Linked DNA regions of Anas platyrhynchos: region 1 is linked to region 2. The links are chromatin contacts, called in public Hi-C maps. All regions are on one chromosome and are shown on one strand. The core of a region is the stretch at or near the end of the contact, and the rest is flanking DNA. Distances in the headings are between cores, read along the strand shown. Region 1 overlaps MAP2K6 (mitogen-activated protein kinase kinase 6). Region 2 has its middle 120 kb from the start of KCNJ2.

Region 1 (4,882 bases), core at 1,693-4,192, 280 kb before region 2:
TCCATGGTCTAAATCCATGGTGTGCTTCAACACCTCTGCCAAATTATAACCAACTTTTCCTTCTGACTTTGGTGCTCTCAGGCTTCATGCAGGCTTCTCCTGGAGCTCAGCAGCTCCACGCTGGTGTGCAGTGGGAGGCTCCTCCTTGCTGGCAGGGATCTAACCACCCCAGTCCCTTCTGTGGGCTTCCCCTAATGCCAGGGGGGCAGAATGGTTTGACACCAAAAATAGCTTCAAACGTACTCTTGAATACCCTCCTCAAACTCTTCCGGCATTTTTCCCTTTTTGCATCTCAGATATGCCATGAACACACTTAGAAAAACAAATTGCAGTGTTGCTGCTTAGTACCTTTATTTCCAAAGGATCGTTTTCAATTTTTTAAGAGGAGGAAAAAGCCCTCTCCAGGGTGTTGCTGCAGGGGGAAGGAGTGTCTGAAGGGAACGGAGTTCAGCTCCAGCAGGTGGTCATGTGCTGTAGGTCCTGCACGTGGCTGGGGACTGAGTTCCTGCCTTCTGTGTCATTTGCAGTGGGTGGAAAATGCTGCTCAGCTTCTGAATTTCTGTTTGCTTCTTTGATTTCCACTGAAAATTGTCTTATTTCAAGATAATAACAGATGGGTGAGGATCTCAGATACCTGAAGCACTTGATTTGATTGCAAAGCGCTGATTAAAGAGTAGATGTTAATGAGCTGTAAACCACCCAGCGCTAAAGAGCAGGACTCAAAAACAGCTTCTGGTCTCCCTCAGACAGTGTTTCAGCGCTTATAATTAATCTTTTATCACACATAGGTAGATGGCCTTCTTGCAGAAGTGACCTCTTATTTCTGGGTGTCAACAGGGGAAGGATTGCTCCCTTTTGAGGCTTAGTCCTTAGATGAGAGAAGGGTGGCCTGTGTCGGGCATTTAAATAGCTCAGCAAATGGGCTTTGTGCTGACATTTCATCTGGGAGTAGCCTAGCCAGGAAGCCCCTGCATGCTCTGGCAGCTATCACTTTTGACTTCTTTCTGTACCTTAATTTCCCTTGCTGATGGTGATTATAACCGCCTTCATGAGAATGATGCAAATGCACCAGGGATTATAAGGCCGTGATGGGAAGCAGATAAATCTGGCAGTAATAAATAGATGAGACACTGGACTGATTTCCATAAGGTGTGGAGCACCCACACGCCTGCTGCTGCTCTCATTGCCTGCAAGCTCGGTATCCTTAAAATTAGAGGCCACTTCTGAAATCTTGATCCTTGTCTCAGTTTCCTGCTCCCTCCTTCCACTGCAATCCTCACTGCTCTTCACCCTTTCCTGCCCACCTCTTATCCTTTTCCCCATGTTTTTTCCCCTTGTGCTGACGAGACAGCAGCTTCAGCTGGGGACTCACTGATACTTCAGGCTCTCACAGACGTCCCCTGGAGTTGGCCCCAGCTCTTCCAAGCTGTGCCCCTGTGAGCACTGTGATTGCCATGGCCATCCCCAGCTCACTAGGACACGGTGGCTACATGCAGGGCTCCCTTCCACCCCACAAATCAATGAGGGGAACCTGCAAGTGAAGGGACACTTGGAGGACATCCAACAGGCCCACAAGGCAGTCACCTGAACTTGCAATAGCCACAACCAGCTGAGTTTCTGTCCTATATGAAGCACCGGGGTTTGCACGGGCACCTTTGGTGCCCTCTGCTGATAGGAAGCTCTTTGGCTTTTTTTGGCTTGGCCCATGCATGACAGTGACTGTGGTATGTGTTCCTTCTTGCAGATGTAAAGCCCTCTAACGTGTTGATCAATACACAGGGGCAGGTGAAAATGTGCGATTTTGGAATTAGCGGTTACCTCGTTGACTCGGTTGCTAAAACCATGGATGCGGGATGCAAACCCTACATGGCTGTAAGTTGAGCCGCCGAGAAGCCGCTTGTGAAAGCTGCTGCAGGGCAGCCAGAGGAACATGAGCCTGGGTGTCGGGTCATCCTAAAGGGGGAAGGATCAGCCACCAGCATGTCCCGGGGCCTCATTTTGTAAGACGTATCCCTGAAGTTACTTGTAAAGGGGTAGAGGGAGGAGAAGGATCTCACGGGTCAAATCAGGTCTTGTGAGCATGGCTTTCTGCTGCCTTATCTCCTCCCCGTGACCTTGGGAAAGGCTTTGTAATTACTCCGTGTTGAACTTTTGCTGTTTGCCCTGTGGGGACACCAGTGCTTTTCTTTTGGGAGAAAAACACTCCTTTGGATTTGCTCTGTGTGAAGTAGTTGCATGGGGTGAACGCAGTCCTGGAGAGTCAAGGCTTGTCACCTCCTTCGTGCCTGATGTGCTGGGTCAGCTGCACCACCCCAAACCTGATGCAGGTGCCATCTCCTTCTGGTGACCCATTTCACTTTGCCCTTACTGGCAAGTATGTAGGCTTGATCTGATGCCAAGATGGTCAAGGGAAGGAGCTGGCAGCGTGGGCTAAGTGGCTCTGACCCATGAAAGACCCCTCTGAGGTTGGTGAGCCCTGGGTGTAGGCATCGCGCTGAGCCCATCCCTGGTCCTTAACTGCCCTTGTGTCTCTTCACAGCCTGAAAGAATTAACCCGGAGCTGAACCAGAAGGGGTACAGCGTCAAATCTGATATCTGGAGCCTGGGGATCACGATGGTAGGGCAATCTGGGGGCTGGCAGTGTGGTTGGGGTGTTGGGTGTGGTTTGTGGATTCGTTTTCCTCCCTGTAGCCCCCTGGCACTGGTGGCACTGGTTCCCTGGGAAGGTGTCAGGGCTGGAAGGGGCACACAGCGAATCCACAAGGTACCAGTAAGCACATTGTGGGGTCGAGGAGAAGGCAGATGGAGCTGCTTTGCTGGCTTTGATGTGTTGGCGTGGCAGGACAGGTCTCCAAGGATGTCCCACCCTTGGGACACCCCTGAGGCTCTGTCTGTGGCTGTCACGGGGATGGCACCCTGCTGGGGACAGCCCTGCTGTGGTGGCCACAGGCTGCCGGGAGATGGCAGCATGGGCTAAGGCGAAGGCGTCCGGCACTGTGTCTGTCTGTGGAGCAGGTTGGATTTCAAACCTGAAAAAACATCCCGGCAAATCGCACTTAGCACAGTCCCCATCAGAGGAGGGGGCATCGGCGGCATCTCCTGCACACCAGGAGAAGCAGTGTTCAGAGGGAATCCATCTCCTTGCCATTTTATAGCACAGTGACCCTATGCAGTATGTGTTTTTTAAACTTCTGGCCTCTCCCCAGTGATGTCCAACAGGAGGGCAGGAGGGAGGATTGGATGTGGAGGCTGCCGGGTGTCCTCAGGCCTGCCCTGTTTGCTGGGGGAGGTTAAACACAAAAGGTTTCCTGCAAGACACTGTGGCCTGGTGGGGTGAAAATATTCCACGTGTTTTTGCAGGGCCCAAAAAAACACACACATGGGTGGTTAAACAGGCTGCCAAAATCCCATGGGGTGGCAGGATGAGCCCCGGGGTGTCTGTCCCCCGGGACTGAGGCATGGGTGCTGTCTCCCCAGATCGAGCTGGCCATCCTGCGCTTTCCCTACGACTCCTGGGGGACGCCCTTCCAGCAGCTCAAGCAGGTGGTGGAGGAGCCGTCGCCACAGCTGCCGGCAGACAAGTTTTCGTCGGAGTTCGTCGATTTTACCTCGCAATGGTAAACCTCCCCCTTGTCCCTGCTGCCCAGGCCCTGCTGGACCTGGCCCTTCTGGCCCTGGCCATCTGAGGATGAGGAGGACAGGTGCTGGTGGCCTCCCATATCACTGTCCCCATCCTCACTGTTGTCCCTCAGGGACATGGTATTTGTGCAGTAACCACCCCTCAAGGACAATAGATGGGGTGGTCAACGATGGCTGGCTTTCTCTGCTTGAGACCCAGACCCGGTGATCTGGGGGACGTACAGGAAGAAGGGATTAAGAAGGATTTATCTCAGCTGCTCGCCCCCATATGAATATCATGTACTGTTTGTGACAGGGTGGGGAAGCTGAGCAGGGTCCAGGAATGGCCACATCCTCCAGCAACCTTGCCCTGAGCAGCCCCTCGTGCCACCCTGCTCCTGGGGGACGCAGATCTGAGGGCAGGCCCGGTGCTGAGCTCGCCCCGCGATGGCCCCGACCGTGGCTGTCCCGCTGCTGGGCCCTGCGGCTGCTGCTCCGCTCTCTCTGGGACTCGGAGCTGGAAGCAGCGGGAGGATTTGGCTGCGTCGTAGGAAAAGGGTTGGAGCAGATGCGCGCTGTCTGGAGGCTGGGAGTGCTGCATGAAAGCGCAGGCTCTCCCAGCACCCGAGGAGACTCGCAGCTGCCCTCATCATATGGTTCAAAGAGAGCTGGCAGCGGCCCCGCGGCTCCTGACTGCTTCTCCCTCCAGCTTCCCTGGAAACCGCCTGGGAGGCGTTTTTATTTTCCAGGCGCTGCAGTGCCATCCGCGGCTTGCCAAGTTGGCAGGTGGCTGGTGGTTTGCAGGGTAGCCAAGAAAGGACGGCAGATCGACAAATACAGAAATGTGAGACTGTTCCCGAGCTGCCAGTGTCAGGGCCTGGAGTCCGGCCGGCTCTGCTGTGACCCAGGAAGGGGATTATCAGCCACTCCTGCCCGGGGACTTTAAGTACTGACGCTCAAATTCTTCAGAGTCTTGTCCAAACATGTTTTCGAGGTCCCTGGATTCAGCTGCACGCCTCTCTCCCGCTTCGTGCTGGGGAATACCTGCACATGCCCACACTGCTCTGTGTCTGTCAGAGGTGGGAGCTGGCTTGGAAAAACCCTCTCGCATAATGCCCACTGTTTTTGCAAGGCCCACGCTGGGATTTTGGACCAGCTGCCTTTCTCCTGTGCTGCTGGCTCACTGCTTGTTATTGCAGACTTGCCTGTTTGTGCCAGGCAGGCTGTTGTTCCCCACTGAACAGAGGCATAGTTTGCTTTTGCA
Region 2 (5,184 bases), core at 2,546-5,045:
CCTTTATGAAAAGTAATGACATCCATTTGTAGAGCTGATTGCAATGGGATAACAATATTACAAAATAATCATACAACTATTTTAAGCACACTATTATTTTGGCCGAATGTAGCGAGGGCACTCTGAACAAGAAGTACCTACCACCACCTCTGCCTTATCTTTTGAGCATGCCTGAACAGGAGATTAATTTCTATAATACCTCCATTTAACATGATAACAGAAAGAAAATAGCTACTCTAAGGGGATGCGATATCTAAGTGTTTTGACATGTCTTTCTGCCTCTTTAGGCTCTCCTACTACATCCATTCCTATGATACCTGAGCACCTTTTGACCTTCAAAGAAATGAGAAATCATTCTTTACTTTTTTTTTTTTTTTTTATGTTAATTAAAACACCATCCCAGTGCATGTCAGAAATCACTTACTAAGCAAGGGCCAGTACATACTAGTTGGCAGCATTCCGTAAAAGTGTATTCCCTAAGATTTGGTGCTTCGAGGAAGAAAAATCACCTCAAACCTTCTGCAAGAATGCAGACATATGGACTTGGGGAGGTTTAAGCCTCCATGTTGTCAGCTGTGCTACCTTCTCCTCCCTGGTGCTTTGGTACTAGTTAGCAGTGGAATTCACAGTAATTATATCATGGTCCCATGACCTCAGATGATTAGAGAAGCTCTTCCATAGTAAGTACAGACACAAATCATTCCAGGACTCAAACAATGGCTTCTTTGGATGTCTAGTCTTCAAAAGGATTATGTATGACTTCCCAGCCTGAGTCCAAGTGACTGTCAGAGCTCGGGATTTCTGCTTCCCCTCTTTGTTTCCAGGCTCCTTTCTCGTAGCTCCCACCCCAGTGCTCCATGCGTCTGTGCCCCTCTCCTCTGCTGACCTCTGCTCTTCACCATGATGAGGAGACTCCAGGCGTCCAACCCTTGCGAAGCTCCACAAAGCACGTAAACACCTCTGAGGAGGTGATCTGACTATTAAAGGGCTGACCAGAGAACATTTTTTCTTGGATTTCTTCAGGCAAAGTGCTAAAGTTCATCCTCCTTTGCCCCCGGACACTGTCTCTCAGAGTAATTTTAGGTTCAAAGGCTGCCAATGAATGTTTTCCTTCTCTCTCACCTGCTGTCCCTGCCCCCTCGGACTAATTTTGACTGCATTAAGTCATGTTTCTCACAACTCCGATCCCAGCATGTTTGCTGGCACAGTTTCAGCTATTTGGGAGTTGCCTGGAGGCAGTGGACACCGTGATCCTGCCTCACCTGCAGTTAAGTGCTGCTCAGTGCTCTCTGGAGCTGTGGGCAGGTAGCACTTGATTGCAATAAAAACTCTCTGTGCTCGTAGACAAAAGCACCAAAGCGTGTGTGTGCATACACATTAAACTGAATGCTCACAAAATGCAATGTGATAAACAAATAATTTGTATTGGAACTGAGAAAAACAGAATGTAGTTTTATTTATTTTTTTTTTCTTCAAAATGCCCTTATTAATAGAATCTTTTCTGTTAATTAGAGTGGAATTCTAGAGGAATCAATAGTATAATTTGCTATAATTCTTATTTTTCTGTCTATCAATTTTTGTCCTTCAGGTAAACTCTTAATTTTTTCCTGTTATGATACTTTCATTGGAAATAATGGATAGTAAATAATCTGAATCTTATGTGCATTTAAATACACAAACTAAATTTAAAAAATAGTAATGGTGAGTACTGTTCTTTTTCTTTACAGGTGAGTTGAAGACCAAGAATAAATTATACACAGACCTTGATCTGGATGGAAGGGACAGAAAAATAAATAAAATAAAATAAACAACCTGTAAGCATGAAATTAATTCCAGTTTAAATCCCATATGATGTAACTCTGTTCATTAGCACGTTTCTGTATCTTAGTGACCAATTTCTATTGGTGCGGAGATCTGGAATCTAAACTTTGTTTCCTCCAGGCCTTCTACTTCAGTAGTTTAGATGTGCTACTTTCATAACTAAGTAAACGTTCTCTAGTGGACAAGTGACTTTTCCATCTATTTCTTTGACTTAAGCTTGTAGGTTATGTGGGAAGGAAAGTTGAAGGAAAAAAGGCTAACTCGATCCAAGAAGAAAATGACTAATTTGGGATGCAGAAAGAGTCTGTCTTGTTGAACTTCTAGGGAAAAGTAGCCCACTTTTTTTATATAAAGAAATTCCCTCCATATATAATGGACAGAGTTTTCTCTAATGTAAAATTATCCCCTATGCTCATGATAACCATGCCTGAGCAATTTTTTTTCTAAGCTATTTTAAATGGCATGTAATTATTATCACCAATTGTAAATGGATCCTAAGTCCCAAGGTGGGTTATATAGGGATATATATTCAGAGAAAGCTTGCAACAAGTATTAAAAAAAAAAAAAAAAAGAAAAAAAAAAAAAGGAGAGCAAAGACATGGAAAATAGTTCATTGTAAATCTTGCAGCTCTTTAGAGTTTCCAACACTGTAGTGCTATGAACTTTCTACTTGATTTTTTTAATTTGTTAGCAAATATTCAGATATAGCTGCATAGTAAACACTTGGACTGGTCCCTGGAAATACTCTTTTTCGATGTAGTTTATTAGGCAGTAATTTACAGAAGTAAATATCACAAGGAATAACCCAGCACTGTCAGAGGGGAAAAATAAAGTAGGTGACCTGCTAGGCATTTTACAGTTCTGAATAGTTTACTTGTTTTTTTTTTTTGTTTTTTTTTTTTTTAATCTATCCTATTACAAGTGTTCACTGGGTGCTTCCTATGAATCATATGCTAAACACTTACTGTGCTGCAGTTTACACACAAAAAAAGTTATGTGGCAAGGAGGAACCAATTGCCAACCACCCACTTGCGCTATTTATAACCAAAGAAAACACAAGGCATCCATATTAATTAACATCTTTTGAAGAACATGTTAAGCAGCTCCATAACCTGCTGACTAGAGAAAGAATCTGGTTTGTTGACATGTCACTTAACACACATACTGCTAAGATGCTTCTTATTTTCAGGTTCATTTCTGAGATGAAAATGGAAGTGTATAAAAAAGTATAACCTGAAGTGATTCATTATTATATTTACATTAAATGAAACATAAACGTACATGACTTTTTTGTGATCTTTACAACTTATCTTCCTAGGACTGGAAAGTTCTAGAAAGTCCTCCAAAATAAAATGAATAGATATGGAAATATTAGAAAAAAAATAAAACCACACAAGCTTTCAATGTTTCAAGAAACTAGTGAAAGCTAGGGCTAATTTAATGGCATAATGTGAAATGCCACAGCCCTTGGGTTTGAGGAGATACGGTTTGGTAATAGGTTGTGCAGGAAAGGAGAACAAGGGCAACTTTTTAATTCTACATTTGGGCCACATCCCCTGCAGATATACCAATAAAACCCTCCCAGCATTAAACAGATGAAACTTTGGCGTGTGGCAGAGAGCTTTCTAAACCTTCCCCAGTACCAGCCTTGTTTATCCTAAAATTTTATCCCACAGAAACTGTTTTTCACTGGATGGAAGTGGATTGCAATTGGGTTTATGCCTTTCAGGTTGTACGCTGTCCAAAGAAAGAGAGTGTAAGTGAATTTCAGTAGGAAATATTTCTCCTGCTTTTTATTTTCCTCTTCTTCCCAGTCCCTATGTTGCCTTGGGTGATAGGTGAAGGACAGGACAGGATAACAGTGGAATTTTCCTGCGGTTCATGTTGTGCAGTTGTTCACAGGGTGTTCTCTTACCAGCAGTGCCCGAGAGACAAACCAACAAACACAAGCCGAGGTAAAAGGTCTGCAGCTGGCAGTGGGGCCCTGGACAATTCACGCAGCTATTGCAAGACCTGGAGGAGCTGGGCCAGCCACGCTCCCTCGGGGTCAGTGCAGAAATAGGATCCCGCTCTCTCTAAGTAAGAGAGATGATAAAAATGATTTAGGTGGGTGGGAAGAAGGTGAGAAGAGAGACTGAACGTTATCTGTAATACAACCTGGGAGGTAAAGCCTGCTGGAAGCTCAGCAAGATCCAAACCCAAAATAAAAATAGAGGATGGGAGATCCTCAGCTCATGTTTCATAGGGGAAATCAATCAAAGCGACGGAGGAGCAGGGGGCACAGTGCAGACCGAGGCAGTGAGGCAGGGAGTGAGCGCTGCAAGAACACAGATCTCTGATTTCTGCCAAGCTTGGCTCAGGTTTCAAGGCTGCCCTCGTGCTTTCAGTGGGAACACTCAGCCTAGTGTGAACACTTTGGAAAGTCCCAGTTATATTTCCATTATCTGCTTGCTTTGACTCCAGCGTCCCACCAGAGCTGATGCACAAGCATCACGTCTCACAGACAGCAGCTGGTACACTGGATGCTAGCTCGCAGGTTTGCAGAAAGAGAGTAGGTGTATTTGGACTTGAAGATAGCTCTTAAGTTTTAACTAAACTTAAATAAATTAACTTTTATGATATAGTGTAAAACCATTTCTTGTGCCTTTCAGGGTGAGCAATTCAGGATGGTTGCATGGCCAGCCACTGCCCGGTGGAAAACATCATGCAAAGAATTTGTTAAAACCTTATGATATGCCTTAACTTAGCTCATCTGTCCTTAAAACTGAGAGTGTAGATGAAGAATACATGAATTATTTCTACATGCTGCAATTTCCACACATAGAAACAGTAGCTCTGTACTACTCTTCCGACATGCTACCATTCACCTTTTCCAACTCTAACTGCTGTGACTTGGCAGATATGTATCTGCAGGAAGAAGGTGACTGGAAATCAGTTGAAATTGGGCAAGAGAAGAAGACAAGGACCTGTGCCAACGGAAGGTATGCAGTCCTCATGGGAGCTGTACATTGGCTGTGTTGACACACATGCTTTCCACACACAGAGTATCTTGCAAGCACCATGACAAGTCAAGACAACATATAGCTAAGTGTATAGCTGAAGTTTCCAAATACCAGATGTCACATTACATCACTTCTTCATGACTAATGTTCTCTAATGTTATGCAATGTTATAAGCATTAGTCTGTTATTTCAAAAGTTGCCAAGTGAAAAGCTCTGAATTTTTAGAGGTTTGTATTTTTGTTTTGCTTTTAAAGACTTTTTTTTTTTTTTTTTTTTTTTTTTTTTTCCTCTGCTGGATTGAGTTCCTTTTTTATTTACCTACAACATTGTAATCTACTTTCCCTGAAGTGCGGATGTAAGT

The links. A called contact is a pair of places that touch in the nucleus more often than the background predicts.
Region 1: a contact with region 2 is called in a Hi-C map of subcutaneous adipose tissue, with 1.6 times the contacts expected there. The contact joins two enhancer-like sites. A contact is called at or near these places in 2 of 8 Hi-C or Micro-C datasets (skeletal muscle and subcutaneous adipose tissue).

Annotation. Positions count from the first base shown.
Region 1 is chr19:2,636,096-2,640,977 of IASCAAS_PekinDuck_T2T, reverse strand. MAP2K6 (mitogen-activated protein kinase kinase 6) reads left to right here. Exons shown (of 13, transcript XM_038165340.2): 8 at 1,745-1,872; 9 at 2,540-2,617; 10 at 3,478-3,617. Among named protein-coding and RNA genes, the nearest start is that of MAP2K6, 29 kb to the left of the region's middle. Within about 2 kb of position 2,942, at least 2 of the 8 cell types and tissues checked have an H3K27ac peak or open chromatin away from gene starts, as enhancers often do.
Region 2 is chr19:2,359,717-2,364,900 of IASCAAS_PekinDuck_T2T, reverse strand. No RefSeq gene overlaps it. Among named protein-coding and RNA genes, the nearest start is that of KCNJ2, 120 kb to the left of the region's middle. Within about 2 kb of position 3,795, at least 6 of the 8 cell types and tissues checked have an H3K27ac peak or open chromatin away from gene starts, as enhancers often do.